Regions from separate parts of the Mus musculus genome. Here regions 2 and 3 are each linked to region 1. A link is a contact called in public HiChIP or PLAC-seq and promoter capture Hi-C data. All regions are on one chromosome and are shown on one strand. Each heading gives the region's core, a stretch centred on a gene start, on an enhancer-like site or on the middle of the called end of the contact. The rest is flanking DNA. Distances are from core to core; before and after follow the strand shown. Region 1 holds the start of Ddx39a (DEAD box helicase 39a). Region 2 holds the start of Ccdc130 (coiled-coil domain containing 130). Region 3 holds the start of D8Ertd738e (DNA segment, Chr 8, ERATO Doi 738, expressed).

Region 1 (2,890 bases), core at 279-2,778:
TCAAAGCCAGTCCTGGGGAGAAAAGAATCACACATCTCTGGGTTCAAACACCTGAATGACCAAGATGTACCTATTTCTATTTGAAACTGAGTCTCATGCAGGCCCTCAAACTTGTGTGTAGCCCAGACTAGCCTCGAATTCCAGATCCTCCTGCCTCCACTTCCCAAATGCTAGAATATATTAAAAATGAATTCTAAAAAATGCCTGAGACAGGGACAGACAGATCTCTAGTTCCAGGCTAGCCTGGGCTACACAGTGAGATCTTGTTTCAACAACAACCAAAAAACTTTTAAGTTCTAAGACTGGCTAGGCAAGGTGGCCAATGTGGCTTAAGAATTAATGATGCTTTCACACGACCTGAGTTAGGTTTCTCAGTTTACATCCTTCTAACTCCAGGGTCAGTACTTCCGGCCTCCTAGAGCACCTGCACACAGGTAGTCATTCAAATATTTACACCTAAATAAAAAACTTCAAGAACAACCTCGATTTCAGGAGAACCTATCTTCTGGCCTCTCATATGTGTACTCTGTCTTTAGGCAGTACTGCTTTAAAAACATTTATTGTGCTGGTGAAAGGATAAATGTGAAGCCGGGCTTAGTGGGACACGCCTTTAATACCAGACCTCCGGGGACTGAGCCAAGTGGACCTCAGTGAGTTCGAGCCCGACCTGGTCTTCAGAGAGAGAGTTCAAGGACGACCAGGATTATGTAAAGAGATCCTGTCTCAAGAATCTAGGCACACAAAAGGTTCCGGGAACTAGTTGAGGCGCAACTCGGAGCGTATGGCCCCCCACCCCCAATACGTCAGGCCTTGCTTCAACCAGGAAAATGAAACAAGTGAACCCAGACTGTCACAGACCTAAAGTTTCAACTATAGGTCCAGGCAGACCAGAGGCAACGGGCTGAACCGGCCTCACACCGGGAAAGCGACGCCGAGTGAATGGCCACGTTCCTAAGAGGCGCGACACTGGCCTTCCGCATCAGAGTCTGGAGAAGAATCTCCTGGGCGAGCGGCGGAACAAGACGGGAAGCCGGTGACTGCAGACTCGGGACGTCTGCCCAGATAGCCTGAGTCCTCTCGCCGTGACCGAAAACGCAGTGTGGATCCGCCCGGTCCCTCAATCCCACCACGGTACACATGGGGCCTCCGAGAGCCGCCATTCCCATCACCGTCCCCGGAAGCCGACCTACTAACGGCTGGCCCGCCCCTGGCGCATGCTCAATGGAGCCCAACGGCCGCCGGCTCGAGGTGCCTAACCGTCCCGCTGCTGTGCGCCCACTCCTCCCGCTGCACCGCGCCCCGCAGCTTCCCTTTCGGCGAACCCACAGCCCCGCACCGCGGCCCCGGCCTCGGGACCCGCCACTTACCTGCCGCCCGGTTCGCCTCCGCGAGCTGCAAAGAGAGCCACCCGTCCGGTTCTACGCCGCGACCCTGGACGCGCGCTACAGTGCTTCCTGCCTGGAGCCCAACTCGAGTCTCGCTCACTGGATAGCTGGCTTATCACTCAACAGAGGAAAGGATGATGGTTGGTTTATAAGGACGCTGTCGACCGGCTATTGGGCGTACCTAGACTCAGGTTCATTGGGCAGTCGTAAAGTAGGCGTGTCCAAAGGGGGAGTGGGCTAAGCGGCGGTTCCCGCCCAGTCACGTGAGATGAGTTAAGGGCCACAGTGGATACTGCCACTTTTAGCTGGCATCCGCACGTTAATTGCGCGTGTATGTGCCCCAGCTTTTTAAAGTGTCCTTGCCTGCCTAGCTTAGAAGCCCTGACTCTTTTGTTTGGTTGTATCATTTCGAGACAGGGTTTCTCTGGGTAGCCCTGCTGTCATGGAACAACTCCATCTGTGACCAGGCTGTCCTCAAGAGATCTGCCTGCCTCTTCCTCCATGTGATTGAAGGTGTGAGTGCTGTGATTAAAAGCGTCCACCACCACGCCCAGCCCCCCTTTTTAAAAAGATTTATTTATTTTTGGTTTTCGAGACAGGGTTTCTCTGTGAAGCCCTAGCTGTCCTGGAACTCACTCTGTAGACCAGGCTGGCCTCGAACTCAGAAATCCGTCTGCCTCTGCCTCCCAAGTGCTGGGATTAAAGGCGTACACCACCAGGCCTGGCAAGATTTATTTATTATTACATCTTAGTACACTGTAGCTGTTCAGACAGCACCAGAAGAGGGCGTCAGATCTCATTACAGATGGTTGAGTCATGATGTGGTTGCTGGGATTTGAACTCAGGACCTGTGAAAGAACAGTCAGCGTTCTTAACCGCTGAGCCATCTCTCCAGCCCTTGTTTTTCTTACCCCTACATTGTACCACCACCAAAACAAAAATCCCAGGCCGTAAACTGAGCTCATAGTTCCAGAAAGCCAGCTCTTTGGGGATTGCAGAAGAAAAGCAGCTGCCTGACCCCAGATATCTGGTGATAGAAAAAGACCTTGTCTAAGGAAAACAGCTAACCCCCATTCTGCCCCTATGAAACCTTCTTCTCCCTTCCCCATCCTTAGCTATAAAATCCCCAGCCTGAAACACAATCTACATTGTCTAGATCATGGTACTGAGAGGCTACCTGCCAGATAAATAAACTCTAGATGTTAATGCTGTCTACACTCATCCTTTCTTTCCACAAACATAATTCTTTCTCTCTCTCTCTCTCTCTCTCTCTCTCTCTCTCTCTCTCTCTCTCTCAAAACAAAACAAAACAAAACAAACAAACAAACAAACAAACAAACAAAAACCAGTCAGAGTGGCACAGAACTTTAGTCCCAGTTCTCTAGAAGCAGAGAACTCTGCTTTCAACTAGCCTGGTCTACATAGGATAGTTAGAGGCAGGCAGAATTCTTTGAGTCCAAGGCCAGCCTTGTCTATACAGTAAAGTCCAGGATAGCCAGGGCTAC
Region 2 (2,890 bases), core at 281-2,780, 560 kb before region 1:
CTCAAAAGCAGGCCCTAGAGTCTCTGCTCACACTGTGAGTCCCCTCGCCCTGTCATTGACTCTTTATATAAAGCTGAGCTCAGGGGCCTTCAAGAATCTTCCATGTTACTAACCTTTTATTTTTTAATAGACCTGGCAGAAATGAAGATATCTAGAGAGACTCGTCCCCACATCTCTCAATCTATCAGACCATAAAATAATGAACTCCAAAGAAATGGGAATTTCCCCAGGAATCTCATGGTGGGCAAAAGAAAGGGCGCCAGCCAGAGGGGGAAGAGAAAGTCTTCTGGAAAGAGATTTCACCCAGTTCTAGGTTTTGCAGACCAACTTACAGGATGAGACTGAAGCCCAGACAATGGTGGGTCAATGGTGGGCGGGACCACACCTTGACCAAGACTGCTTAGATGTGAGATCCTTGTACCTTTAAACCATGATCTCACACCAGAACTTAAGAGTGTCCCTTCCCCGAATCGCTTTCTAAAGTGCCACCATTGAATAAACCTCTTTTTTTCTGCTTTCTACTTTTTTGGTGGGGGTGGGGGGGCAGATTTTTTTCGAGTCAGGGTTTCTCTCTGTAGCCCTGGCTGTCCTGGAACTCACTCTGTAGATTCAGAGATCCACCTGCCTCTGCCTCTCTAGTGCTGCGATTAAAGGCGTGTGCCACCGTCCCCCGGCTTTGCTTTGTACTTTTTGTTTTGGGTTTTTGTTTTGTTTTGTTTTTTGAGACAGGGTTTCTCTGTATAGCCCTGACTGTCCTGGAACTCACTTTGTAGATCAGGCTGGCCTCGAACTCAGAAATCCACCTGCCTCTGCCTCCCAAGTGCTGGGATTAAAGGCGTGAGCCACCACGTCCGGCATTGCTTTGTACTTTTAAGATTTATTTACCTGAACAGGTGTTTTGGCTGCATATATGTATGCACCACATACTTGCCCAGAGACCTACAAATATCCCTCTGACTCTACTTCCCTCAGTCGTGGCACACTAGCACTCACCCACACACATACATATGTATTTTTTTGAGACAGTGTACTCCTGACAGGCCTTTGATTATGTAGACTACCTGCCTCTGCCTCCAGAGTGTTGGGATTAAAGGTGTTGGCCACCACGTCTGGTCATAAACATAATTTTTTAAAATCCATAAATAAATAGCCTGGGCTGTATTGGTAATCCCACTACTTGGATATCACAAGGCGAGTCAGAAATTCAGAGTCATCTTCAGCAATATAATGAGATGCAGGGTCAAACTGGGATACAAGAAAACCGGTCTCAAACGTCAGTCAAATCAAAGCTTAAAAATGACGAATCAGCTCCTTCGAAAACGCAACCGCCAGGGAGGGCTGGGCGGTGCCAAAGTAGATCTTCCGGGAGGAAGCCATCTCCAATTGGACCACTCCCGGTGGGCGGGGCTTCTAACGGCTAGACAGGCCTGAATTGGTCAGTCTGCAATAGCCTCAGCCAATCAAGATGACGAAAGTGCCTCGCTCCAGCTTGCGCAGGCGCTTTTGGGCCGCAGAGGCGGGCGCTCTGCGGGTTCCTGGCTCCGGGTGTGCTTCCGGGCTGGTGGAGGCGTGACGTCAGGGAGAGGGCAGGTAGGTACGGGGTGAGGACCGGTCCGCGACGGCAACGGGGGTGGCAGGTCCTCAATCCCACCACTGCGTCCTGGCACGGGAGATGCTGTATCTGCGGACGCGAGCGGGTTCCCAGGGCCCAGCCTCCGTTTTAGGCCAATGGCACCTCTAGGCGTCTTCATGCTGAAGATGAGCCCTCCTAGCCTGAATTGAAACATAGTGCTTGGGAACAGTAGCTTGGGGGCCGGCAAGGTGGCTTAGCTGGTAGTGGCGCTTGTGGCCAAACCTGACAACATGAGAGTTCGACCCCTGAGCATGTTGAAAGAATCGATTCTTGTAGGCTGTTCTCTGATCTACATTCTCACTTCGTTGCACACTCTGCCAACACACGCAGAACAAATAAATGTAATTTGTAAGGGGCTGGCGAGGTGGCTCCGCGGTTAAGAACTTGACCTGCTCTCTAGCAGAGGACCAGGGTTCAGTTCCCAGAGCTCACAGCTGCCTGTATCTCCAGAGAATCCAACCCTCTACCCTTTCCGGTCACCTGAACTCACTTCTGCACACACATACACATAACAAAAATATTTTTTATAGTTGTTAGTAAGTAGGAGAAATTTGAAATTGTCACTTTTCTTTGTCCCATGCCTGTTCTTCTCAATACTTAACACCTGTCATGACTCCCAAAGGCAGTCTCAGCGGCTGAATCCTTTAGAAAACTTTTTTTTTTCCCCAAATGGAGAAACTGGGATCCAGGTAGCCCCTGGCCCAGAGTCAGGCAGCTAGGAAGCAGCAGAGAGGAGATTGATGCCCAAGCTGTGGTCTGCTGTGGCATTTGAGGTCAGGAATGACCCTTGGCACAGAAGAGCCCCTGTGCATCCACCTGAGCAGACTGGGTGTAATCTGGCTGTGATACTACCTGTGGTGATTAGCCATTTAAGACTTCAGAAGCTGAGGCTGGAAGATCTGGAGTACTAGGCCAGCCGGGATTACACAGAAAGGCATGTCTCCAAAACAAACATGTTCAACATTGTAAAGCAGACCCCAAGCACATAGCACTTCAAGCTGGGTGTCCACACTACCAGCCCATACACTTTTTCATTATAGCAAACCCCAGAGTCACTCCCGCTCCCATTTCCCTCTGTTTTTAATTTTTGTTTGTTTTGATTTTGCTTTTTGAGACAGGGTCTTCCTGTCTGGTTCTGGCTAGCTTGGAACTTGGCTTTGTGGACCATACTGGTCTCGAACTCAGTGTGTACCCTCCTGGTTCCACACACACACACACACCCCGAATGCTGGGATTAAAGGCATACACCATCACTCC
Region 3 (2,890 bases), core at 234-2,733, 530 kb before region 1:
AACAGACAAACAAAAGTAGAGATAATCAGGATGTTCTCTTAGTTACATTTGAATTTTTTTGTTGTTGTTGATTCTATTTTGTTTTGTTTTGTTTTTTCTAGACAGGATTTTTCTGTGTCTCCTTGGCTATCCTGGAACAATCTGTAGATCAGGCTGGCTTCAAACTCAGAGATCCTCCTGCCTCTGTCTCCCAAGTGCTGGGATTAAATGCATGCACCACTACTGGCTATTTACTTTTATTTATGTGTGAGTGTTTTACATGCAAACCCCTGGTGCTCTCCCAGACCAGAAAAGGGTACCAGATCTCCTGGAACTGGAATTACAAGTGGTTGTGAGCTGCCATATGGGAGCTGGGACCCAGGAACTAAACCTCTGTGCTAGAACAAGTCCTATAAAAGAAGACACCAAAGTTCAGTAATCAAGATAAATATTTGTGTTTTAAGGCAGTCTCTTTGTAGCTCTGGCTGCCCTTGGACTTGCTCTATGGACCAGGCTACCCTAGAACTCACAAAGATCCACCTACCTCTGCCTCTTGAGCAAAAGGTCAAAAGTGTGAGCCCCTACAACCTGCTTTGCTTTATTCTTGAGAGTCTGTGAACCTGGAATTCAGCTATCAGGCTAGACTCCAGGGGTCCTCCCGCTTCAGCCAACTTAGCACTGGGATAGCAGGTGTGTGCACCAGCGAATGGTGGGGATACCACTCAGGTTCTCATACATAAACAATATGCACTTTACCCCTGAGCCATGTTCCCAGCCACCAGGTGCATATTTTAAATCTTTTAAAATTAAAAAGAACACAGTTGGGGCTGTGTCTATAGCTGTGGCAACTCTTGTGCTGAAAATATGAGGCTGCTCTCTGTCCCCAGCACAGCTGTAAAATTAATGCATTAATGTGAGGGATTTTTTTTTTTTAGTGATATCTTTATTCTGGTTTATTCTGGTGGAAGTGATCTATGGGAGTCAGTTCGCTGCCTCCCAAGTGCTGATATTAAATGCCTGTGCCACCACCCAGGATCAAACTCAAATAAGCATGGCAGCAAGCATCTTTACCCACCAAGTCACATCACCAATGATTACTGAACGTTTTTGACACTCCTTTAATTTTCCTCCAAAAACGAGCTCCTCGTTTACCAGACTCCAAGCTTTATTTGAAGTTTTATGTATAAAAAAGAGCACTGACTGCTTGTGCTTGGAGAGGTCCTGAGTTCAATTCCCAGCAACCACATAGTGGCTCACAAACATCTGTAATGGAATCCGATGCCCTCTTCTAGAGTGTCTGAAGACAGACTACAGTGTACTCATATAAATGAAATAAATAAATCATTTTTTTAAAACGCGCATGTTTTACAATACACAAATGTGGTCCCACCCCTGAAAATGGTAATTAATTTTCCTTCCAACTTTTTAGACAGCGGTTCCTTTAAGTGCGCCGCTCTGTGTCGGGTGAGGCCTTGAGACTTTGCGTCCCACTGTAGCCAATGACGTCTTCGACTTCCGCTTTTCTGCACGTGGCCCCGCCTCTTCCGGGTTGCGGTAGAACATGGCGCAGGGACAACGCAAGTTCCAGGCGCAGAAACCTAAAAGCAAGGCTGCCGCGGCGGAGCGGAGCCGCGGGCCTCGGAAAGGCGGTAAGGAATGAGGTGGGGAGCAGGGAGAGAGGATGGCGGACTTGAGGTGGCCCGCCGAGGCTCACCGGCTGGTGTCTCTCCCCCAGGTCGAGTCATCGCTCCCAAGAAGGCGCGCGTTGTTCAGCAGCAGAAGTTGAAGAAGGTGAGTGAAGCGATGCAAGTGATCCGGGATGACGGACGGACAGCCGAGAGGGTTCCCAACTGCAAGGCTTTGTCCTCCGCTAGTTGGATGAATCCTGGCCCGCCCTTAGCTTCTGAGCGCTTCAGATGCGCGTTAGGGACTGCCAGCAGATAGCCTCGAGTTGTTGTTTATTGTGTATGAATATTTAGCCTGAGTGTGCGCGCGAGTGTGGCACAAGTGTCTGTGCCTTGTACCCGACGAGATTAGAAAAGGATGCCCAAAACCCTAGAACTAGAGTTATTAACGGGTTTTGAGCCATCATGTGTGTGCTGGGAACTGAACCCTGGTCTTAGTCAGGCGGGTGTGATAGCCCAGACTTTTTTTTTATTAGATATTTTCTTTATATACATTTCAAATGTTATCCCGAAAGTTCCCTATACCCTCCCCCCGCCCTGCTCCCCTACCCACCCACTCCCACTTCTTGGCCCTGGCATTCCGCTGTACTGGGGCATATAAAGTTTGCAATACCAAGGGGTCTCTCTTCCCAGTGATGGCCGACTAGGCCATCTTCTGCTACATATGCAGCTAGAGATACAAGCTCTGGGGGTACTGGTTAGTTCATATTGCTGGTCCACCTATAAGGTTGTAGACTCCTTCAGCTCCTTGGGTGCTTTCTCTAGCTTCTCCATTGGGGGCCCTGTGTTCCATCTTATAGATGATTGTGAGCATCCACTTCTGTATTTGCCAGGCACTGGCATAGCCTCATACAAGACAGCTATTACAGGGTCCCTTCAGCAAAACCTTTCTGGCATATGCAATAATGTCTGGGTTTGGTGGCTGATTATGGGATGGATCCCCGGGTGGGGTAGTCTCTGGATAGTCCATCCTTTTGTCTTAGCTCCAAACTTTGTGATAGCCCAGACCTTTAATCCCAGCACTCTAGAGGCAGAGGCAGGCAGATCTCTGAGTTCAAGGCCAGCTTGGTCTATAGAGCAAGGTCCACCACAGCAGATAGATAGATAGATAGATAGATAGATAGATAGATAGATAGATAGATAGATAGATAGATAGATAGATAGATAGATAGATAGAGCTTTTAACGGCTGAGTGATGTTCTAGCCTCCAAAATAATGTTTTAATT

Evidence for each region. HiChIP or PLAC-seq counts read pairs in DNA pulled down with a chosen protein or histone mark. Capture Hi-C pulls out chosen DNA fragments and counts their contacts.
Region 2: a contact with region 1 is called in an H3K4me3 HiChIP or PLAC-seq map of pro-B cells, with 2.9 times the contacts expected there. The contact joins the promoter of Ccdc130 here to the promoter of Ddx39a in region 1. A contact is called at or near these places in 3 of 39 promoter capture datasets (cranial neural crest, erythroid cells and liver), 5 of 115 datasets of contacts at active chromatin or transcription factors (bone marrow-derived macrophages, embryonic stem cells, large pre-B cells and 2 more) and 1 of 9 other capture datasets (liver).
Region 3: a promoter capture Hi-C map of adipose tissue shows a contact between it and region 1, with 2.5 times the contacts expected there. The contact joins the promoter of D8Ertd738e here to the promoter of Ddx39a in region 1. A contact is called at or near these places in 5 of 39 promoter capture datasets (the C10 cell line, cranial neural crest, erythroid cells and 2 more), 1 of 484 Hi-C or Micro-C datasets (CD4 T cells), 2 of 115 datasets of contacts at active chromatin or transcription factors (pro-B cells and stem cell-derived neural progenitor cells) and 1 of 9 other capture datasets (adipose tissue).

Annotation. Positions count from the first base shown.
Region 1 is chr8:83,713,815-83,716,704 of GRCm38.p6, reverse strand. It overlaps Ddx39a (DEAD box helicase 39a), which reads right to left and starts at 1,528. Exons shown (of 11, transcript NM_197982.3): 1 at 1,368-1,528.
Region 2 is chr8:84,269,042-84,271,931 of GRCm38.p6, reverse strand. Ccdc130 (coiled-coil domain containing 130) reads left to right here and starts at 1,530. Exons shown (of 10, transcript NM_026350.3): 1 at 1,530-1,590.
Region 3 is chr8:84,248,354-84,251,243 of GRCm38.p6, reverse strand. D8Ertd738e (DNA segment, Chr 8, ERATO Doi 738, expressed) reads left to right here and starts at 1,483. Exons shown (of 3, transcript NM_001007571.2): 1 at 1,483-1,628; 2 at 1,715-1,770. The coding sequence starts at 1,541. Mri1 (methylthioribose-1-phosphate isomerase 1) reads left to right here. Exons shown (of 5, transcript NM_026423.4): 5 at 1-668.